2 separate regions of the Mus musculus genome follow, and region 1 is linked to region 2. The links are chromatin contacts, called in public Hi-C maps. All regions are on one chromosome and are shown on one strand. The core of a region is the stretch at or near the end of the contact, and the rest is flanking DNA. Distances in the headings are between cores, read along the strand shown. Region 1 holds the start of Acads (acyl-Coenzyme A dehydrogenase, short chain). Region 2 overlaps Sppl3 (signal peptide peptidase 3).

The links. A called contact is a pair of places that touch in the nucleus more often than the background predicts.
Region 1: a contact with region 2 is called in a Hi-C map of the HPC-7 cell line, with 2.5 times the contacts expected there. The contact joins the promoter of Acads here to the enhancer-like site in region 2. A contact is called at or near these places in 9 of 39 promoter capture datasets (the C10 cell line, the HPC-7 cell line, HPC-7-derived erythroid cells and 5 more), 1 of 15 datasets of contacts at CTCF or cohesin (large pre-B cells), 10 of 484 Hi-C or Micro-C datasets (ECoMG myeloid progenitors, the G1E-ER4 cell line, the HPC-7 cell line and 5 more), 6 of 115 datasets of contacts at active chromatin or transcription factors (the 230-238 cell line, the SCID.adh cell line, embryonic stem cells and 2 more) and 2 of 9 other capture datasets (adipose tissue and liver).

Annotation. Positions count from the first base shown.
Region 1 is chr5:115,116,013-115,123,115 of GRCm38.p6, reverse strand. It overlaps Acads (acyl-Coenzyme A dehydrogenase, short chain), which reads left to right and starts at 3,770. Exons shown (of 10, transcript NM_007383.3): 1 at 3,770-3,891; 2 at 5,388-5,551. The coding sequence starts at 3,846. It overlaps Unc119b (unc-119 lipid binding chaperone B), which reads left to right. Exons shown (of 5, transcript NM_175352.4): 5 at 1-550.
Region 2 is chr5:115,064,634-115,072,218 of GRCm38.p6, reverse strand. The region is part of intron 2 of Sppl3 (signal peptide peptidase 3); the gene reads right to left. Among named protein-coding and RNA genes, the nearest start is that of Rpl37rt, 40 kb to the left of the region's middle. Within about 2 kb of position 3,073, at least 73 of the 459 cell types and tissues checked have an H3K27ac peak or open chromatin away from gene starts, as enhancers often do. A contact at or near this core is called in the G1E-ER4 cell line, the HPC-7 cell line, the SCID.adh cell line and 3 more, where this site is marked.

The DNA.
Region 1 (7,103 bases), core at 2,521-5,020, 50 kb before region 2:
GGCAGCCCCTGGGGACCTCGTCCCCACCCTGGGCTGAACCCTTCCTGGTATGAGGCAAAGTTCTGCTCCATCTCCATCCTTGCCCCATGTCTTGGGGATGAGCTGCCCTTCTGAACCGTAAATACAGGAATAAAGATGGCCAGTACTTGGGCTGACATAAGCTCTTGTCTCAGGTTAGCCCAACGCTGGCTCATATGAGCCTCCTGAAGCTTCTCCTGGCCCTGGGCATCTGATTTCCAGTTCCTAGGGACAGCATTTTGCTGTGTCTGGGGTGAGCCATAGACTCAGATTCTGAAAACATCCACATTCCATGTCCAGAGCACCATAGCCACAGGGAGTCTGGACGAGGTGGGCGCATTCTTGTTCGTGAGGGATCATGGCCTTTACGATGCTGTCACTCAAGTTGTGAAAGTCCATTTTCCCTGTAAATCTATTTTTCACAGAAATAGGAAACATCTCTGTCCTTAAAATCCTCAGTCCAAAACAAATCAGGTGATTCTATTTGTATAAGATTATTTTACCACAAGAGACAGTAATAAAGATTTTTCACAATATGTTCACTCTGACTTGCCTCCTGATTGGGCCTTTGAGGGCTTGGAGGGTGGGCAGGGTCCCAGTCCCTTTGCTTGGCTGTGGCATTTCTGTTTTTGTTGACTTGGGTGTCACTGGTTTATAACTGAGGAACAGCTGAGAGTCACCTGTTTCTTTTTTAAGTTTTTCTGTTGAAGGTTTTCCTCAGGGACTAAGAGTTAAACATTTATGGATGGAGAACATTTATGGGATGGATGTTCCCAACAGCATACGCCCCACTGCCCCAGCCCTTAAGACAGGCTTACCAGCGTGTGTGTGTGTGTGTGTGTGTGTGTGTGTGTGTGATAACAAAATGACCTCGATTATCTGTACGTGTCTGAGCTGAGCAAGCATGGTGCCACACCTTTAATTTAGGGCTTGGGAGGCAGAGGCAGGCCAGTCTCTGAGGCCAGCCTGGTTTACTATTCCAGGACAGGCAAGGTCACGTAGTGAGACCCTGTCTCCAAAAGCAAAAACAAGCCAGGCAGCGGTGGCTTTGCATTGTCATTGCAGATTTTTGGGTGTGTGTGGGATTCATTTACCCCTTTTGCTCCCAAATAACTGCAGGGCTCCTGTGCCCACTCTAGCCGTGTTAGCGCCTGAGTAAATAACTGCAGGGCTCCTGTGCCCACTCTAGCCGTGTTAGCGCCTGAGTAAAGGCACAGAGACCTGGGTTTTTCTTTTTTTTTTTTTTTTTTCCATTTTTTATTAGGTATTTAGCTCATTTACATTTCCAATGCTATACCAAAAGTCCCCCATACCCACCCACCCATCCTGGGTTTTTCTTAAGCTGCAAGCCTAAGCTGGGCAGATAGCTTTTTTTTTTTAGATTTATTTTTAAAGATTTATGCATATGAGTACACTCACTCTATCTGTGCAGATGGTTGTGAGCCTTCATGGTTGTTGAGAATTGAATTCAGGACCTCTGCTTGCTCAGTCCCTGCTCACTCTGGCCCAAAGATTTATTATTATAAATAAGCACACTGTAGCTGACTTCAGACACACCAGAAGAGGGTGTCAGATCTCATTATGGGTGGTTGTGAGCCCCCACGTGGTTGCTGGGATTTTTAACTCAGGACCTCTGAAAGAGCAGTCAGTGCTCTTAACCGCTGAGCCATCTCTCCAGCCCCTTCTATTTGTACTTTCTAATTGTGACTGCACTTGTAACCCTGGACATATAATGAAAAAAATCAAACACGTAATCTGTCCTTCTTGGGTAATTGCTAGCCGGTCATTGTTCTGTGAAACCTATAAAAATAAAGGGGCAGCCTGACTGCCAGTCAGAGCTGGCCACCATGTCGAAGGCTGCAGATGGCCCCAGGCAGCTTCTGGAGATAGAACTGACGTCATCGGCCTTGGCAGCAAGTGCCTTTGCTCACTGAGCCATTTTCCAGGCCCCTTAAAAAACCAAAACCAAAACCAAACCAAACCAAAACAAACCTTCAAAGACATGGGTTTGAGTGGTGGCACCTGCCTGTAATTCCCACACTCAACTCTGTGAGTTCAAGGCTTGTCTCTAGTCTTTAATGGCAAGTTCCAGGCTAGCCAGGCCCTGTGGACCACCTGGCCTGGTCATCTATTGTTTTGGGTTTTTTTTGTTTTTGTTTTTTTGAGAGATGATTTCTCTGTGTAGCCCTGGCTATTTTGGAACTTACTTTGTAGACCAGGCTGGCCTGGAACTCACAGAGACCCAGTCGCCTCTGCCTCCAGGTCTAGGATTAAAGTCATGTCACCATTAGAGCCTGGCAGCTGTCTCGTTTTTGGAGACAGTTTTTTCTTACTGAAGCAGGAACTCACCAGCCCCTTTAGACTGGATGTCAGTGAGCTCCCAGAATCCTTGTCTTTGCAGTCCCCATCGGATGGAATCCTGCACCCAGGTCAAATGGATGCTGGGGTTCCAACTCAGGTCATGCTCACATGTGAAGTCTACCCTCTGCACCACCTCTCAGGCTCCAGTGTCTCTCTTTCGTCTTCCATCCGGTTCTGTCTGGTGACCAGGTAGGGAAGACGGATGGATGACCAGAGGATTGGGCAAAGAGTCAGCACGTTATTTGAAAGCCCCCCCCCCCCTTTAAAGGCAGTTCCAGACTTTGGGGGTGGGGGAAGAAATGGACAGATGGGATCATTTGCAGTCTAAACTACCACCCTCTCTTCAGTGTATTGTTTTCTAGGTAGTGGTGGGCTGTGAAGTTCAGTGAGCAGATATGTAGGGTGCATGTAAACCAGGGAGCTAATGACACTGACAGTCTCTGGGACCGAGCGAAGTTGTTCTGAGGGTGCTAGGACTCAACCCTCAACCCTTGGAGTTAATGGGCAGTACCCCTACTCCCAGCAGGGCTCTGCCCCCCCCCCCCCCACGAGGTGCAGAAGACAGTAGCTCTGTTTCACATTCACATCTGAGGGCTGGAGGGAATCTTCCTGCCCAGCATCCCCATGCAATGGGCTAGATACTGAGCCTTCCAGGCTTTTTGTTTTTTGTTTTGTTTTGTTTTAAAGATTTATTTTATTATTTTATGTACATACACTGTAGCTGTCTTCATACACTCCAGAAGAGGGAGTCAGATCTCATTACGGATGGTTGTGAGCCACCATGTGGTTGCTGGGATTTGAACTCTGGACCTTCGGAAGAGCAGTCGGGTGCTCTTACCCACTGAGCCATCTCACCAGCCCCCTTCCAGCCCTTTTGGAATCCACAGACTAGTGTGAGAGATGAATAGTAAATAAATAAGTAAAATAAAAGGCTGGATGTAAAACTGTGGGCTAGGAATGGTAGCATGAAATCCAGGCAAGAGGGCAAAAGCTGCCTGCCTTGTGTGGCCGAGCAAAGATGGTCAGGGAGCCAGGGATTACGCTGACAGCTGACAGGATGCAGAAGTGGGTGGGCAGGAGTAGGTGCTAGCTCTTCTCTTCTCTCCCTAAAACTGAACCCAGCGCCTTATGTCTGCTAGGCAGGGAGGACCTCCTCACGCCCTCTTTAAACTTTCATTTTGAAGATACTGCAAAGTTGCCCAAGCTGGGCTTGAATTTACTCCGTAATACAGGGAGAACCTGCAATTCTGCCTCAGGCTCAGAAGTCGCTGGAATTAAGTTGACTTCCTGGGTGAGGCCCGGACCCTAGGTCGTGAGCCTGTCTCAGGCCTGCCCCTGCGGCCCGGTGGGCGTGGCCCGGGCTCGGCGCCGGCCCCGCCCCTGCAGCCGTGTGGGCGTGGCCCAGGCCCTGCCCCTGCCGTCCGGAACTCCAGAGCTGCTGCAGGAGGTCCTGGAGGTCTGTGCCCATGGCTGCCGCCTTGCTCGCCCGGGCCCGTGGCCCTCTCCGTAGAGGTGAGTGCGGAGCCCCAGGGCGGGTCACAGGGCGGAGATCCTGGCGGCCGGTCCTGCTGTGGCCCCGGGCAGACGAGTGGGCAGCACCCAGTGGCTGCGCGTGGCCTTTGTCCTAGTTTGGTAGCCTCTGGCCGGTGCAAGGCCCAGACTCTGAGGGATCCGGGCTCCTGCTCGGCGCTTTTCCCGCGGGTCCCTCATCGCCAGCTCCCCTTATGCGGCCCTATCCACACCCCTTACGCCATTTCAGTCCTAGCTGAGGTTCTGGGTGAGTTGGTCCTTCATGGCGGGGGGTGGGGGGAGGGGCTTGGCATTTAACTCCGACCTATGACCTTGGACATAACTCTCAACCTCTCTGCATCAAGTGGTCCAAGTGTCAACTGTTTCCATCCTCAGAGCTCTATTAAATCACAGGATGCATCGTGGTTGGCATCTAACGTGTTTTCTTAACGTTAGCATTTACTTTTTTGTTTGTTTGTTTTTGTTTTGTTTTTCGAGACAGGGTTTCTCTGTATAGCCTTGGCTGTCCTGGAACTCACTTTGTAGACCAGCCAGAAATCCGCCTGCCTCTGCCTCCTGAGTGCTGGGATTAAAGGCGTGAGCCACCACGCCCGGCATACTTATTTTTAATAGTGTTTCCTCTCCTGTGCAGCAGCCCTGACACTATGGCCACCGCTTCCTTTGGCTAATCCAGAGTCACATTAACAATTAGATCAGTGTTAAATAAGCCATTAAGTACTTCTTTAATCTTTCCACTGCCGGGAGCTGAGTTCTGTTCTTGTCCACATTTTATAGAACTCCCAGACCCCAGACCCAGTGAAACTTAAAATCCATTTCCGAGGTGTTGTAAATGGGATTATATGGAGGAAGTGTTTAGCGAGCAGTTAAGCATTCAGTTAGCCTGGGCTTTTCTGTAACACTCTGTTGACATTGTATCAATACATTTTTTTTTTTTTCTATTGAGACAGGGGTGGGGGGGTGGGGGGTGGGGGGGTGGAGTGGTGCTCTTTTTTTTTCTTAAAAGTTTATTTTTATTTTTATTTGTATGAGTGCTTTGCCTGCATGTGTGCCTGCATAAGTGTGCCGTGTCCCACAGAGGCCAGAAGAGTGTGTTGGATCCTCTGGACCTTTCATTACAGACAATTAGCCACTCTGTAGCCTGGTTCCTCTGAAAGAGCAACAAGTGCTCTTAACTGCTGAACCATTCCTCCAGACCCTGGGATGAATGAAATCTTGACTTATTGCATAGGCTAGCCTGAACTCCAGGCTACCTCAGCGTTTGTTCTTCTTACAGAAGATCTGAGTTCAGATCCCAGCGCCCATGTTGGGCAGCTCCTAATCCCCTGTAAGGTCCAGGGGATCTGACGCCCTCCTCTGGCCTCTGTGGGTACCTGCATGCATGTGTACATACATAAACACAGACTCACAGACACATAAAGAGAAAGGAGTCTTAAGATCTTTCACACTGTCCTTCCCTAACTCGGATCATCCTCTGATAGCTCTCGGTGTTCGGGACTGGCGACGGTTACACACTGTTTACCAGTCTGTGGAGCTGCCTGAGACACACCAGATGTTGCGTCAGACATGCCGTGACTTTGCCGAGAAGGAGTTGGTCCCCATTGCGGCCCAGCTGGACAGGGAGCATCTCTTCCCCACAGCTCAGGTGAGTGCAGCAGCCTCACTGTGAGTGTGTGGCTCAGAGTGGCTCACAGTGTCCAGAGGCGGCAGCCAGGGGCGCCACGACCTCTGGTAGGAAGCTCAGAACATACTCTGAATGTTCAGCATCTGGCCCCTAGCCAAGATGTGCCAACTTTTTAAGAAGATGCATTTATTAACTAAGTGCATCTATGTGTGCCTGTTTGTCTGGATTTTATGTGCATGCCTGGCCTGTCACCATATGTCCTGAAACTGGAGTTACAAGCAGTTATGGGTGCTGGGAATTGAACCCTGGTCCCCTGCAAAAGCAGCAAGTGCTCTTAACCTCCGCGCCGTTTCTGCAGCCCCTCTTTGGTTTTCCTGAGACAGGCTCTGAGTGTGCAACCCTGACCGGCCTCAGACACACTGAACTCGCCCTGCCCTTGCCTCTTGTGTGTGTGTGTTTTTTTTCTAAAGATTTATTTATTTGTTATATATAAGTACATTGTAGCTGTCTTCAGACACACCAAGAAGATAGCATCAGATCTCATTACAGATGGTTGTGAGCCACCATGTGGTTGCTGGGATTTGAACTCAGGACCCCTGGAAGAGCAGTCAGTGCTCTTAACCGCTGAGCCATCTCTCCAGCCCACCTCTTGTGTTTTGATAAAGGCACCCCCTACCACACCTGGCACTACGGTATTTACAAATACCGAGGTCGTTCTTTTGTAAACTGTATCATTATCATGCGTGTGTATGTGTGATATGCTTGTGGATGGTGTCTGCCATGGCCTGAGTGGGGATGTCAGGGGACAACTGTAGGACTGTGTGGGACTGGGTTCTCTACCCCTTCACTTCTACATGGAGTCCAGGGGTCAACCTCGGGTCATCAGGCTTGGCAGGTGCATCACCCTGTAGTTGGTTTCATTTATGTATATGTGTGTGTGAGAGTGTCAGGTATGTGCTGGTGCCCTCAGAAGCCAGCAGAGGGCGTCAGATCCCCCGGAGCTGGAGTTACAGGTAGCTGTGATGTGGGTGCTGGGAATTGAACTCAGGACCTCTGGTAGAGCAGCCAGAGCTCTTAACCACAGAGCCCTTTGTCCTTGTAGCTAAGACAGCCAGAGATTGGAGACCTGCAGCTTCCTGGGTTGGCTAGTGTATGGACCCTGAGGGCCTGCTTGCCATGACCCTCACACACTTTGTCTTTCCATTTCCACTGAGGTGGTGGGATGTGAGGCACAGCTCCAAGTTGGACCAAATAGAGGAACATGTCTTGGGAGTGGGGACAGGGGAAGCTTGACAATATCATTCCAAGGTGATGGTGGCTTCCCTGCTTCAGTGGCGCACCAGGGACAGCTACATGGATGGCAGATGGTGAAGGGTGTTGGAGCCAGTCAGACTCAGACTCTGAGGTCTAAGCTATGTGAAGGCCACCACCTCTCCACCCGGCCATGTGTTAAAATCTATATTGATAGAACAATTCATTTGTTTTCCTGTTTTTATAATCCCTCCAATGTTTTGCATTTTGTTGTTCGAGAGAGGGTCTCCCTAGGTAGCCCCGGCCTCAAACTCATGACCTT
Region 2 (7,585 bases), core at 1,824-4,323:
GCGCAAGCGAGAGAGCGAATGTGCGTAATAATAATCATCAACAAACCTAGGCTCTTCAGCTGTCTGATTCTAACAAACTCTCACCAGCTCTGCTTGCATACACTTGGGGTCACACATTTACTTTTAGGCAGAGGAGGATGCTCGGCAGGATTTGCCTTAACTGCCTCTTGGCAGTTGGCCCTAGAGGACAAATTGTCATTTCTCACTTCCAATTAGGTCTACAACAACAAAACACCTAGAGACCAAAGGCCTGCATTCAAGTTTCAAACTAAAGCCTCTACCATGACAAGCGTGGTGGTAATTTTCAGTGTATTATCCATTCCTTTGTCCCCTCAGTGTTCATTAGTCTCATGACAGAGCTCATCATTTGATGGCACAGGTCTAGACTGGTTGGAGTGTTTAGGAATGTGTTGCAGCCAATGGAACACAAAGACTGGTTCTTCCCTGTGGGTGCGCATTAGGAAAACATGCACTAACCTGAGTTTTCTGACCCACTTAATGAACATAATATTGGTAAGTACAGCTGTGCAGCCGTGCTGCCTCTCTGACCTTGTGGCAGCTGGGGAACTTTAGAAGAACCCTTACTCACATCTCTGCCTGGGCTAGCTTCTACCCTTCCTCTGGGCTGGAAAGCTGCCAGCTGTCTTTTGATCTTACTTGAGGCATGGATGTTACACACAGCCGACATATCTCAGAAGGTAGAGGAAAAGAGCCTGGTGCTGAGGTCAGTGCTAGCCAGCATTTAACTCTTCCAAGTCATTATTAGCTGAGGGCTATTAAAACTCTACTTTTAGCACAGGCCTTTAATTTCAGCACTCAGGAGACAGAGGCAGTTGGATCTGAGTTCAAGATTAGGTTCCAAGACAACCAACCAGGGCTATGCAGAGAAACTCTGGAAGAAACCCCCAAAAAGCCAAAGAGATGACTTAGCAGTTGAAGCTCTTGTGTTCAGTTTCTAGTGTCTATTGTGGGGGTGGGGGTAGTGTGTGTGTGTGGTGGCTGATAACAACCTGTAACTACAACTCCTCTGGATTTGACCTGTTTTTCTCCACTCTGTTGGAGACATGTGGGCGGGCGGGCGGGCGGGCGGGAGGGCACGCACGCGCACACACATACACACACTCTTTTTAAAGAATATTTTTTTTAAAGATTTTTATTATTTATTTATTTTATGTATGTGAGAACATGGTAGCTGTAGAGGTGATTGTGAGCCTTCATGTGGTTGTCAGGGTTGAATTTTTAGAACCTCTGCTCGCTCTGGTCAGTCCCACTCGCTCAGTCCTTGCTCTGGCCCAAAGATTCATTTATTATTATTAGCTGACTTCTGATATACCAGAAGAGGGCATCAGATCTCATCATGGGTGGTTGTGAGCCACCATGTGGTTGCTGGGATTTGAACTCAGGACCTTCGGAAGAGCAGTCAGTGCTCTTAGCTGTTGAGCCATCTTGCCAGCCTGAATATTTTCAAATAAACTGACCAAGCAAGGCAAGCACATTTTATCTTAGCTGAGGTGCTATGGAGGCAGTCACCTTCCCATGCCCCGCCCCAAGACAGAGTTCCTCTGTATAGACCAGGCTGGCCTTAATTCTGCCTGCCTCTGCCTCCTGATGCTGGGAGGTCTTATTTTCCAACTTTACATTGTTCCATCACTGGGCCTGGGTTGGGATCTAGTCACAGCCTGTACACTTGCACAGCTGACAGCAGACTTCAGCTGTTTAAATACTGCCTTTGTGGGAAGACTTCTGTCTTAGGTACCAGGATGGCTGTGAATTGTGGAATTTTATCCTAACTTACCTGGTAACTTATTAACTCTGCAGACAGCCCAGTGCTTGGCTAGCCATTGATCAGTCTATTCTGTCTGCAGAGATGACCCCCCGCCATCACCCCAGCCCTGTCTCACCACCTTAATCTTATTTCTGCTCTACAACATGATATGATGCCTTTACATCAAGATGTTATTACTACACACTCCATTCAAACCGTACCCTGGCTATTTGCTTAACAAAGAGCACATTTGGGTTACTGAAATGAATGTTTAAATGAGCAATGTGGGCTATGAGAACGCTTAGCAGGTCAAAAGCTTATGAGTCTTATCCACACAAATATGAAGGGAGACAATCAACTCTACTAAGAGGTCTTCCACATTTGCCACAAACAGAATTACTCACATACAAATGCATAAACAAGACGGAAGTAAAAAATGATCAACAGAAAGAGGCAAGCACGTATCCAAAATCCCTGCAGCTGGAGGCCGAGGCAAGAGAATTCCCCAAGTTTGCATCAAAAGTGTGAACCAGCCAGGGTTATGTGGTGAGATCCTGTCTTAAAAAAAAGACCTAGACCAATGTTTTCATTTCTACTGATACCAACTATGACTCAAGAGAAGCAGCAGTAGGTCAAGCTTCCAGAGGGGAATGAATATGCAACCAGTGATGCACACAGTCAGCATTCACGATGAAGACACAGGAAATGGCCAGTCTGAGGACAGCCTGGGCTAGACAGCAAAGAAACCCTGTGTGTTTGTTTGTTATTTTATCCTATCCCTCTTCAAAATCATTGAGTGTATTGTGCTCTGACAGTAATATCACTCTCTACCTATGTGGGACTGAATGGTATACTCACAAGATTCCTATCTGCAGTTTTAACCACAGGACCTGAACATGTAAGTGTATTTGCAAACAGTTTTTAAAGAGGTATTATAGGTAAGATAGTTCTTTCTTCTACTCCTCTTAGGGTATCACTGTGCAGGCTTTAGCCTGGTCTAGCAAGCTGGTGTTGAACTCCCAGGTACACCTGCCTCTGCACTGAAAGTGCTAGGACCGAAGGTGTGCACTACCACACCTAGCTTAAAATGCTATTGAGGGAAATAGATAAGCAGATGTGGGCAAGGGAAAGGGAGAGACAGATGGACCTTCCGTCTGCACGGTCAGGAGAGAAGGACCAGTGAAGGCACCATCTACATGTGAAGACCAAACCCACAGGCCAAGGAGAGGAGTCTGGATAAAGCCCATCCTGCTGATATCTTAAAGTTCTCTGCTGTCTAAGCAGCTCAGAGCTGCTGAGTCACCATCTCACCGCAGCTGCCTGACCTTTACCTACTTCCTAAACAAGGAAAAGTAACTGAGGGGTAATCACAATACAAAATATGCAAAATGATGATGATGGCGGCGGCGACGATGATACAAAGCAAGAGGCCCTAGAACCTTTATCCTCTATGAATAAATACATTTACTATAGCTCTCCCGGCCTCCCCCACCTCCGTGTGTGTGTGTGTGGGGGGGGGGTGTACGCTGTATGCAGGAATATACACCCATGTGAGCATCTGTGGAGGCATTTTTGAGACAGGATCTATTACTGGATCAGACTGTCTGGGCTAAGCTGGCTGAATCTGTATTTTTCCATCACCTAACCCTAGTGTTACTGTAGCCACATGCAGTTCTACATGTGTGTGGGAGATGTGAACTCAGATCCTTCTGTTTTCATAGCAAGGGGTCTTTCCCACTGAGCCATCTTCTTCTTTTTTTTCTTTTTCTTTTTTTCTTTTTTTGTTTTTTTTTTTTTGAGACCGGGTTTCTTTGTGTAGCCTTGGCTGTCCTGGGACTCACTCTATAGCCCAGGTTGGCCTTGAACTCAGAAATCTGCCTTCCTCTGCCTCCCAAGTGCTGGGATTAAAAGCGTGCACCACCATGCCAAGCTCCACTGCGCCATCTTTAAAGAAGGACTAACACAGTGCACACAGTTTTTCATGCACTAGTGTGCTAAGGATAGGTTTCAGAGCACCACATAAACTCAGCTACTGCAGCCTCTCCTCCCATCTGATGTCTGCTTTAGATGAGCTGTACACATGCTGCCATATTCCAGACAGGTTATCAAGTCAGCAGCCTTTTACATGACACCGTGGTGGTATGCTGAGCTGGACGGAGTTCAAGTCAACTAATTAGTGTCAAATACCACACTTCATGCCATGTACAAGAGTCTATCATGACACGATAGCAGGAAGTTGTTCAACACACTCTCAATGTCTTAGTAAGGCTTTATTTAGGGTTTGTGCTTTTTGTAAGAAAGGAATAGAATGGTATTCAGCTAAGGTAGGGAAGATGCCTCAGTCAGCACAGCACACAAGCAGGAGGCCCAGAGCACAGCCAGATGCAGCGGCACAGTGTAGAACCCAGTGCTGGTTGCACACAGGAGGATCCTTAGTGCTGACGTCAGTCAGCCTACTTGACCCAGTGAACCCCAGGCTCAGTGAGGGACATCATTTCACAAAGTAAGGTTTGGAGGGCTGTTGAGGAGGACGCTACCGTTATGCACACCCACACAAACATGCACAGGCATCACATACATAAGCCAAAATGAATAATTTAATAAACCCTCAAAATCAGGGTATTATACATGGTTGGCAAGTCAAGTGTTCTAAATTCAGCTACATCCTCACTCTTTTATCTATCTATCTATCTATCTATCTATCTATCTATCTATCTATCTATCTATTTATGGTTTTTCGAGACAGGGTTTCTCTGTATACCCCTGGCTGTCCTGGAACTTACTTCGTAGACCAGGCTGGCCTCAAAACATCCTCACTCTATGAACAGAACTCAACTTACTCTTTAGATTCAAAGGTTTTCCTGAGCAGAGACCTAGGGCTGCTTTGCAAACCCTGCACTGTGTGCAGTAGACAAGGAGAGCTTGGGCTTGCCCAAGGCTGCCTTAGGTCTGACAGAATGTGCTGAACAGTTAGGACACAGAGTCTGTATTCAGTCGACAACCATGCTGTGTCTAAGACCTAGGTCAGGAATAACAGAGGGGTCAACAGCCAGACGGTGAGGTGGCCTCCGACCATACATACGCTGGAGCATTTTACACTCAAGGGTGCTGTGAGTCTCATTCGGGAGCTCCAGGAGAAGAGCTGTGAAACTGCGTTCGTGTGCACTCCCCACATCCACACATAGTCCCCACATGTCTCTCTAAATCCACCACTGGGGCTTCACTCAGAGATATTTAACAAGCTCTCTAAAACTATAAAATAAAAAGACTTTGAATGGGTATTCTAGCAGACTCAGTAAGATATTAACAAAGAAACTTTAAGAAAGCAGAGACAGTGGCACCCAGCCTTCCTGATGCTGCCACCCTTTAACACAGCTCCTCATGCTGTGGTGACCCCAACCACAACATTATTTCACTGCTACTTCATAATTGTAATTTTGCTACTGTTATAAGTTGCAATGTAAATATTTCTGGAGAAAGAGGTTTTCCGAAGGGGTGGTGTGCCACAGGTAATAGAGGGATATTTTATAAAGGTCAGTCCATCAGGAAACATACGAACTATAAATATATAGAAAATAAAAAGAAAAATTCAGAGACTTAAATGTGGAACGTTCTGCAAGCACTTATCTGATAAAGGCATCTTCATAGTATGTGAAGGACTCTTAAATTCAACACTAAGAAAATAAAAATAGAGATAGAGAGAGGGGTGGGGGGAGAAGGAGAGAGAGAGGGGTGGGGGGAGAAGGAGAGGAAGAGGGGGAGAGAGAGAGGCTCAGAATAAGTATGGCATGCTCATGGCTCTACACTTGACCCTCAGAGCTGGGGGTGGGGGGAAGGGCAGGGGATTCTCAACAGACATTTCACCAAAGACTCTACATGATGACAGATAAACACATGAAAAGAGCTGGACACCATAAGCCACGAGGAAACACCAATCAACGTCATAATGAGACACCACCTATACCCACTAGATTAAGAGAGGAAGGGGGGTGACAATGACATTGACTCTGGACTGAGACAGAATCCCAGCATTAGCTCAGTTTCCGGCTGTGTGGTCAGCACTAACACCCTTACAACAGTGTTTGCTATGTGGCGACATGCAAGTCACACATCTTCTTACATGTTACTCATTGGATCAATAGATCTATTTTTCTATTTTTAAAGACAGGGTTTCTCTGTGTAGCACTGGATGCTCTTGAACTCAAGGATCCAACTGCCTCTGCCTCTCAAGTGCTGAGATTAAAGGTGTGCAACACTACTGCCCATCTGGACAAATACATTTCTAAAATGTGACACAGACACACATGCTTTATTTAGCATAAAAAATGAAATGACAGCCGGGCACTGGTGGCACATGCCTTTAATCCCAGCACTTGGGGGGCAGGGGCAGGCGAATTTCTGAGTTAGAGGCCAACCTGGTCTACAGTGTGAGTTCCAGGACAGCCAGAGCTACACAGAGAAATCCTGTCTGGAAAAACAAAACAAAACAAAACAACAAAAACAACAACAAAAGAAAGGGCATCATTACATAAACCAGGCAGAAGTGGAAATCTCCATGCTGGGCACAGTCACCCAACAGAGACATGCCTCCTTACGCACTGAGTCCAAACTGGACAGCAGTGACACCAAGAAGAAAAACACACAAGCAGAAAAGGACTGTCTGGGAGAGGACGAGAGCCCACGGGGCGGGAGGAATAGGAATGTGTTTGTGCGTGACTGTGGTGAAACAATGATACACAGGTATGGAAGTCATAGCAGAGCTTATGATATACCTTATCATATAGTAAAAATGAAGAAAACAGGGGCTGGGGAGATGGCTCAGCGTTAAGAGCACTGACTGCTCTTCCAGAGGTCCTGGGTTCAAATCACAGCAACCACATGGTGGCTCACTACCATCAGTAATGAGAAACAAACAAACAAAAAAAACCTATGGGCCGGAGTGGGGCTGGAGCAAGAGGGAGAAGGGAAATGGGAGAATCATAGTTAAAATAAGAGAGTAAGGAAAAAACTGAAAAAAGCACTCAAAGGAGAACTGTTGGTGAGAGAATGGACAAACTCTTACAATGCTAGCAGCCGGGCCAAGTGGCATAGACGCCTTGAAACCCGTGGCTTTTCTTAAACCATTAAGTCAAAGAATTACCAAGTCGTCCAGTATTTCTACTACTCGTGAGGCATGAGAACACACACTCACATCAACCCTGACTGCCCACAAGCACTTGCAGCAACACTATTCACAGCAGCCAACAGCAGCCCAGCCAGCCAGAAAAACTGCCCAGCAATAAGAAGGAATGACATTGATGCTGTTAACAACACAGCAATGGAAGCAGTTAGCGACAGCCACGTCCTAAGATCCCATGGCTGCGGGATGTGCCATGTCAGAGCAGGCACATCTAGAGTCAGAGAAATGCAGTCAGAACCATTAGAGATGGTTGTGAGCCACCATGTGACTGCTGGGAATTGAAATCAGGACCTCTGCAAGAGATTATAACTGCTGAGCCATTTCTCCAGCCCCTTCCAGTTTTTAAAAAAGGACTTTCAACCAAGCCAGAACAAGAAGCTTTCAGCACAGAGAAAAGCCTAGATGTATTAAGATAGTTTCAAAGCTGAATTTTAGTAAATAAAGAAGTAACACACTTTACCTAGAAGAGAGAAGAGATTACCCACTCAGTCCAACTTCAAGTGTAACCAGAGGCACCATGATTTACTTCCTACAGAAAATGCATTCAAGTGTAAAGACATCATACACAGGAGCAGCAGCTTAGCCACTCCAATCAAACTCTGTTGCAGCAAGCTGTGCAGTGTGGAGGCTGGGCCCCAGTC